2 separate regions of the Mus musculus genome follow, and region 1 is linked to region 2. A link is a contact called in public HiChIP or PLAC-seq data. All regions are on one chromosome and are shown on one strand. The core of a region is the stretch at or near the end of the contact, and the rest is flanking DNA. Distances in the headings are between cores, read along the strand shown.

What was found. HiChIP or PLAC-seq counts read pairs in DNA pulled down with a chosen protein or histone mark.
Region 1: a contact with region 2 is called in an H3K27ac HiChIP or PLAC-seq map of large pre-B cells, with 5 times the contacts expected there. The contact joins the enhancer-like site here to the promoter of Kifc5b in region 2. A contact is called at or near these places in 2 of 39 promoter capture datasets (embryonic stem cells and hippocampal neurons) and 3 of 115 datasets of contacts at active chromatin or transcription factors (astrocytes, epiblast stem cells and large pre-B cells).

What each region holds. Positions count from the first base shown.
Region 1 is chr17:27,547,941-27,550,640 of GRCm38.p6, reverse strand. No RefSeq gene overlaps it. Among named protein-coding and RNA genes, the nearest start is that of Hmga1, 7.3 kb to the left of the region's middle. Within about 2 kb of position 1,255, at least 26 of the 459 cell types and tissues checked have an H3K27ac peak or open chromatin away from gene starts, as enhancers often do.
Region 2 is chr17:26,915,711-26,918,410 of GRCm38.p6, reverse strand. Kifc5b (kinesin family member C5B) reads right to left here and starts at 1,320. Exons shown (of 11, transcript NM_053173.2): 1 at 1,126-1,320. The coding sequence starts at 1,143.

The DNA of each region.
Region 1 (2,700 bases), core at 6-2,505, 630 kb before region 2:
TCCCAGCACTTGGGAGGCAGAGGCAGGCGGATTTCTGAGTTCGAGGTCAGCCTGGTCTACAGAGTGAGTTCCAGGACAGCCAGGGCTACACAGAGAAACCCTGTCTCAGAAAAAAAAAAAAAAAAAAAAGAAGAAGGAGGAGGAGGAGGAGGAGGAGGAAGAAGAGGAAGAGGAAGAAGAGGAAGATGAAGAAGAAGAAGAAAGTAGTGTATCACCATGCCTGACTGAGTGAGATCTTTGAAGATCAAATACTTTTCCTTTGGCCCAAAGGAGCTTGTAGAGGTACCAGCCACCTATTGAATTCAGAGCCCGTGTATTTCCTAGACTGGGGACCCCAGGCCACCTTGAAACCTTTCTCAGGGTTGAGAAAACAGTCCTGGTCTCTGTTTGGGGATATGTGGCCTGGATATGTGTGTGTGTGTAGGGTGTCTACCAATCAGGTTGTAGAAGCACAAAAACGTTGTGTAGTCAAACAAGAGGCAAGTGTTAGGGAGTGAGCACGGTGGTTGTGGAGGGACCAGCAGGTCTTGTGGGGCGGGGCAGTGAGCACACTCCAGGGGATTTATTAACCTCCTAGGCTTGGTTTTCTTCATCTTCAACCCCAGCAAGCTGGACACCAGGCCCAAGGCCTAACTGTGAGTGTAAGTCTGGTGAATGGATGGGTGGGCTGAAGGCCTCCTGAGGGCTGGAGGAGGTAGGTAGCTGGGGGTGGGCATAAGGGAGGGGAGCTAGCTCCTGGTAGGAGATGGGGGTGGGGGCTGGAGCTGTGAAGTTGGCCTGGAATCTAGCCTGGAGCGGGCAGCAGAGAGCCCTGCTTTCCCATCTTCCTGGTCTTCATCCATCCTGTGCTTGCCAGGCCTGTCCCCACTGCAGGGCTCACTGTGACTTCCAGGACCCAGTCTCCCTTGAGACTGGCTCAGGCAGCCTCTTTGCATTCTCCTTTCTAGGGACCTAACCACAGCACCACACATCAGTGGCTCGCCAAGATAAAATCTCCTGGGAGCAGGCAGTGGGCTCTAGGCGTGGGTTAACTCGCACTGGGGATCCTCTACAGCCCTAAATCATCTGGTGGGGTGAACAGAGAATCCCGAGATAGTCATGCTGACACTGGCCAGCCATTCCAGTTCTTGGGGGCAGTGCTAGGCGGGAGCCGCTGACAGCCAGGTTTCTGGGTCACCATCCAGGGTGCCCTGCCAGTTCCCAGGCCTGGGTGAGGAGCATGTGCGCTCTGCCACTGAAGCTCATGCCCCTCTGCTGCCTTTGTCCTTGTCCTTTGGGGCGTGTTCCCATCCCCCACCTCTAGTCTGGCAGCAGCCTCAGCCCTGAGCGAGCTCAGGGGCCCCCAAGGAGGGGCTAGGTGCTGACCATCAGAGAATTCCTGGGTTGGTAGAACTGATGTAAAAAAGACTCAAAGCCCCCTACCAACAATGGTCTCTCTTGTTTGGCAGGAGCCTGCCCCTCCAGCCTACTGCTCAGATGGGCTCCTCTTCCAGAGGATCTGCTGCCGGAAGACAGAGCAGAAAAAGGACATGTTCCCACAGAGATGGATTGAGGTTGCCCACCTGATGTCCCGGCTCACACAAGGTCCGTCTGAAAAGGGTGGCCTCCCCTGGAAATGTACCTCCCTTCCTAAGATCTCAGCAGTCATACAGTCAGGCTGAGACCCAAGAGTTAGTGCATCTCACAAAGGACGGGTGAGAGGTCCAGGGGCCATGGTGGGGGTGGAGGTTGGGGCATCTTAGGCCGTCCTTGGTGTGGGTGTCTCAGGCAGCTGGTGAGGTGGGATAAATCTCCTGGGGGACCGTGTTGTTTTGGGACACCCCCCCCCCCACACACACATCATTTAGAGAAGGGAATGGGCCCAGCAAGGATCAGGTCAAAGCTGAGGGCTCTAGGGATGCCAGTCCTCCTGTGATGCTGTCCCCACTGCCCTGGCCAGCACATAGGGCCAGCCCCTCCCCCAACATGTGACCCTTTATTGTACTTGAGGAGGGAGCTGCTGGATGTGTAGCCTCCAGGACGATGGATTCAGGTGCAGGTCTCTCTTCCTGCCATGCAGGTTCACCAGCTAGGGTATCTGCCTCCTGCTCCGTGAGGTGATTTCAGGTTTTTTTTTTTTTGTTGTTGTTGTTTTTTTTTTTTTTTTTACATTTTGTTGTGGCTTCTAGAATGTTTAGATGTGGTCTCTCTCTGTCTCTCTCTCTGTCTCTGTCTCTGTCTCTGTCTGTCTGTCTGTCTGTCTGTCTCTCTCTCTCTCTCTCTCTCTCTCACACACACACACACACACACACACACACACAATCCTAGCACTTAGGAAACTGAGGCAGGAGGATTGTGGCAAAAAAATCTAAAAGCAATAGGCAGTCCCAAGCTTTAATCCCAACCCACTTGGTCTTTACAAGGTTAATCTGGTCTACATAGTGAGTTCTGGACCAGCCAGGGCTACACCGTGAGACCCTGTTTCCAAAACAAACCCACAAACATAAAATACTCACACACATAAAATGAGCAAGTCTTTAAAAAAAAAACAAAGTCAACTAAAAAAGAACATTCAACATTCCTTGGGTGAGCCTGAACCTCTGCAGCACAGTGGCTGGCCTAGATAATTCTCTGTATTTATGGCTTGCTGGTGCGATCCCTGAGCCCAGAATGCCCTCTCCTTTTGTTGTTTGAGGCAGGGTCTCACTAGTTCAAGACTGG
Region 2 (2,700 bases), core at 71-2,570:
CAGGTGACCTCAGGTGCACAACGGACCTCAGGATGGTTTGTTGCTTTTGGTTCAGGGGATTATAGACCCAGGTGTGTTTCTTGGATGCTCCCTAGCACTGCACCACAGACCTCTTCCTTCCAGTTTTAACTCGTACCTTAATGTTGCTCCTCCTAGCTTTCTTCTTCCCCTTCCATCTGCTTGAACCTTTACAGTCCTTCACTCCCTCCCAATAGAGATACAAATTGTATTATGTCTGTCTCCCCAGGGACTGTCAGCTCACTGGTAGCTAGGACTCCTGTCTCCTACATAAGTACAGCTGTGCAGGGCCAGAAGATGCTTGGCAAATACTGCAGGAACAAATCTGAGAAAAACTATTTTACTTTTTAACTGTCACCTGTCACAGTGCAGTGCTCTCCCTTTTGGCTGTGAGTATACCAGAAAGTCTCTTCAAGCTGAACACCGACTGTGAGTCAGTCTAGACTGAAATGCTGGTAAACAAAGAATGCAGGCCGGTCTTTCCTGACACCAGAGAGATCAGTCCATTAATTACCACACACATACGCCTCAGATGCTTGTGGTGGAGAAGGGCACCCCCATAAACTAGTCAGCAGTCCAAATGAGCAAAAGGAAGAGGCAGGCGAGGGAATAAGGATCCTCTGGGCCGATGCCCCCATTTCTCCTCTCCCCTTCCTCTATCTCGATCCAGCAGCAACACAACAGGATATCAGCAAGAAATGTACTTTGCGGACAAGCGACAAGGCTTCTCTCAGAACCCTCGCTTCTCCCACAAGGCGATCTGCAAGAACTGAGAAGCACAAACATGTCGAATCCGCTTGAGAATTCGAAATGGGAAATGCTGGAGGGGGATAAGGGACACGGGATGGTAGCGCCTGCACGACTGGAATGGCGGACCAACGTCGCAGCGACTGTCCTGGGACCTCGCCGTGTGTGTGTGTGTGTGTGTGTGTGTGTGTGTGTGTGTGTGTGTGCCCTCACTGACTCGGCCGCTGGTGTCCTGGGCGCGAGGCGGTGCGACCCTCCCCTGCAGGACGGCTTGCCCCGACCTGTCCCCGGGACTCGGGTCTCCGGGCGGCCGGCCTGCGTCCTCCGCTATTGGCGCCAGGCCGTCACCGCCGCACTCACCTGCGCCTGCACGTCCATGGTGGTCCGCACAGGAAGGGATGCAAAGGCAGCAGGCAGGGTGACGAGACCCGCGTCCTCTCAAGGGCTCGCGCCGCAAAACGTCGGAGCCAGGCCAATTCGCCAGGCCAATCGGCCAAGCCAATCCGCCACACCAGTCACTTTTGAATTTCAACCTCCGCGCAGTCAACGCACTTCAATCCGCAGAGGCCAATCCGCGCCGGCGCTGCGGTCGCGAGCCAATCACGGCGCCCTCCGCCTCCGGGGCCACGCCCCCTGAGTCGCGACTCTTCTAGTCCGCCGGAGCAAGAGAACTAGACCCCTTGGATCCTACTTCCGGATCCGCTCTTCCTTATTTCTCCCTCTCCCCCTCCGGAGCGCGGAGCTAGGCCTCTGGTTGCGTCAGAAGTGCGCGTGTGTGGAGGAGTGGCGTGGGGGAGGCAATACGCATGTGCAAAGGTGCCTGAGCGGTGTCGGGGCGGAGCGAGCGCCACCTAGCGGCTGCTGCTGAACCTGCACACCTCCTCGACAAACCTGTAGACTGGAGACTGTTAAACCGAGGTTGCTCTTGGTCCGCTTTCTCAGGTCCGAAAAGTGGGAGCTGGTTGATGGCGCTGACCTGTCCTCAAAAAAGAAAAAAAGTAAAAGAAAAATTGGAGCCCATATCTGGAGATGTAATAAAGTCATAAGTCTAGAGCAGGTCCGGGAGGATAGCAAACTGGTTATCCCTGAAACTCATATAATGTGGAAGGTGAGAACTAATTCGCCACAAAGTTTTCTGTGCCCCTCCTGCCTCCAATAATATATATTATACATAAACAATATGTATTATATACATAAACATATCTTTACACATATACATAATATATACTCAATAATACCTATTATATATAAGCATATATAATATATATAAATAACATAAATTATATATTTATTTTGTTTTTTCGAGATTGGGTTTCTCTGTGTAGCCCTGATTGTCTTGGAATTCTATTTGTAGAACAGGCTGGCCTTGAACTTAGAGATGCCAGGGCTACCCTGTGCCACCATGCCCAGGTCAATAAACAATCTTTTAGATTAAAAAATCAAAACAAAACTATAAGCCAGGCTTGGTGGCACACACCTTTAATCCCAGTTCCCAGTACTCAGAATGCAGAGGCAGACAGATCTCTTGAGTTCAAGGCCAACCGGGTCTACAAAGTAAATTCCAGGGCAGCCAGGGCTTTGTAGAGAATCCCTGTCTTAAATAAAGAAATACACACATGCATACCTGCATACATACATACATACATACATACATACATACATACATACACACATACATACATAACTGGGTAAATAAACAGTATGTTTCTTGACACCAAGTTGTAAATCTACAGCCCTCTTACTTGAGATGTTTCCAAGTCTACAAATGTTAATGAGGGAACACTAAAAAATTTCTGGTTATAATTTTACAAACTGGTTATAATTTTAAACTAGACAGTATTTCCCTAGTGACTTTCTAGAAAAAAAGCAAAAGTTTTATTGTGTGATAGAATATGAGTTTGTCTTCTACTGAAACCTGTTTTGGGAGTTTATCTT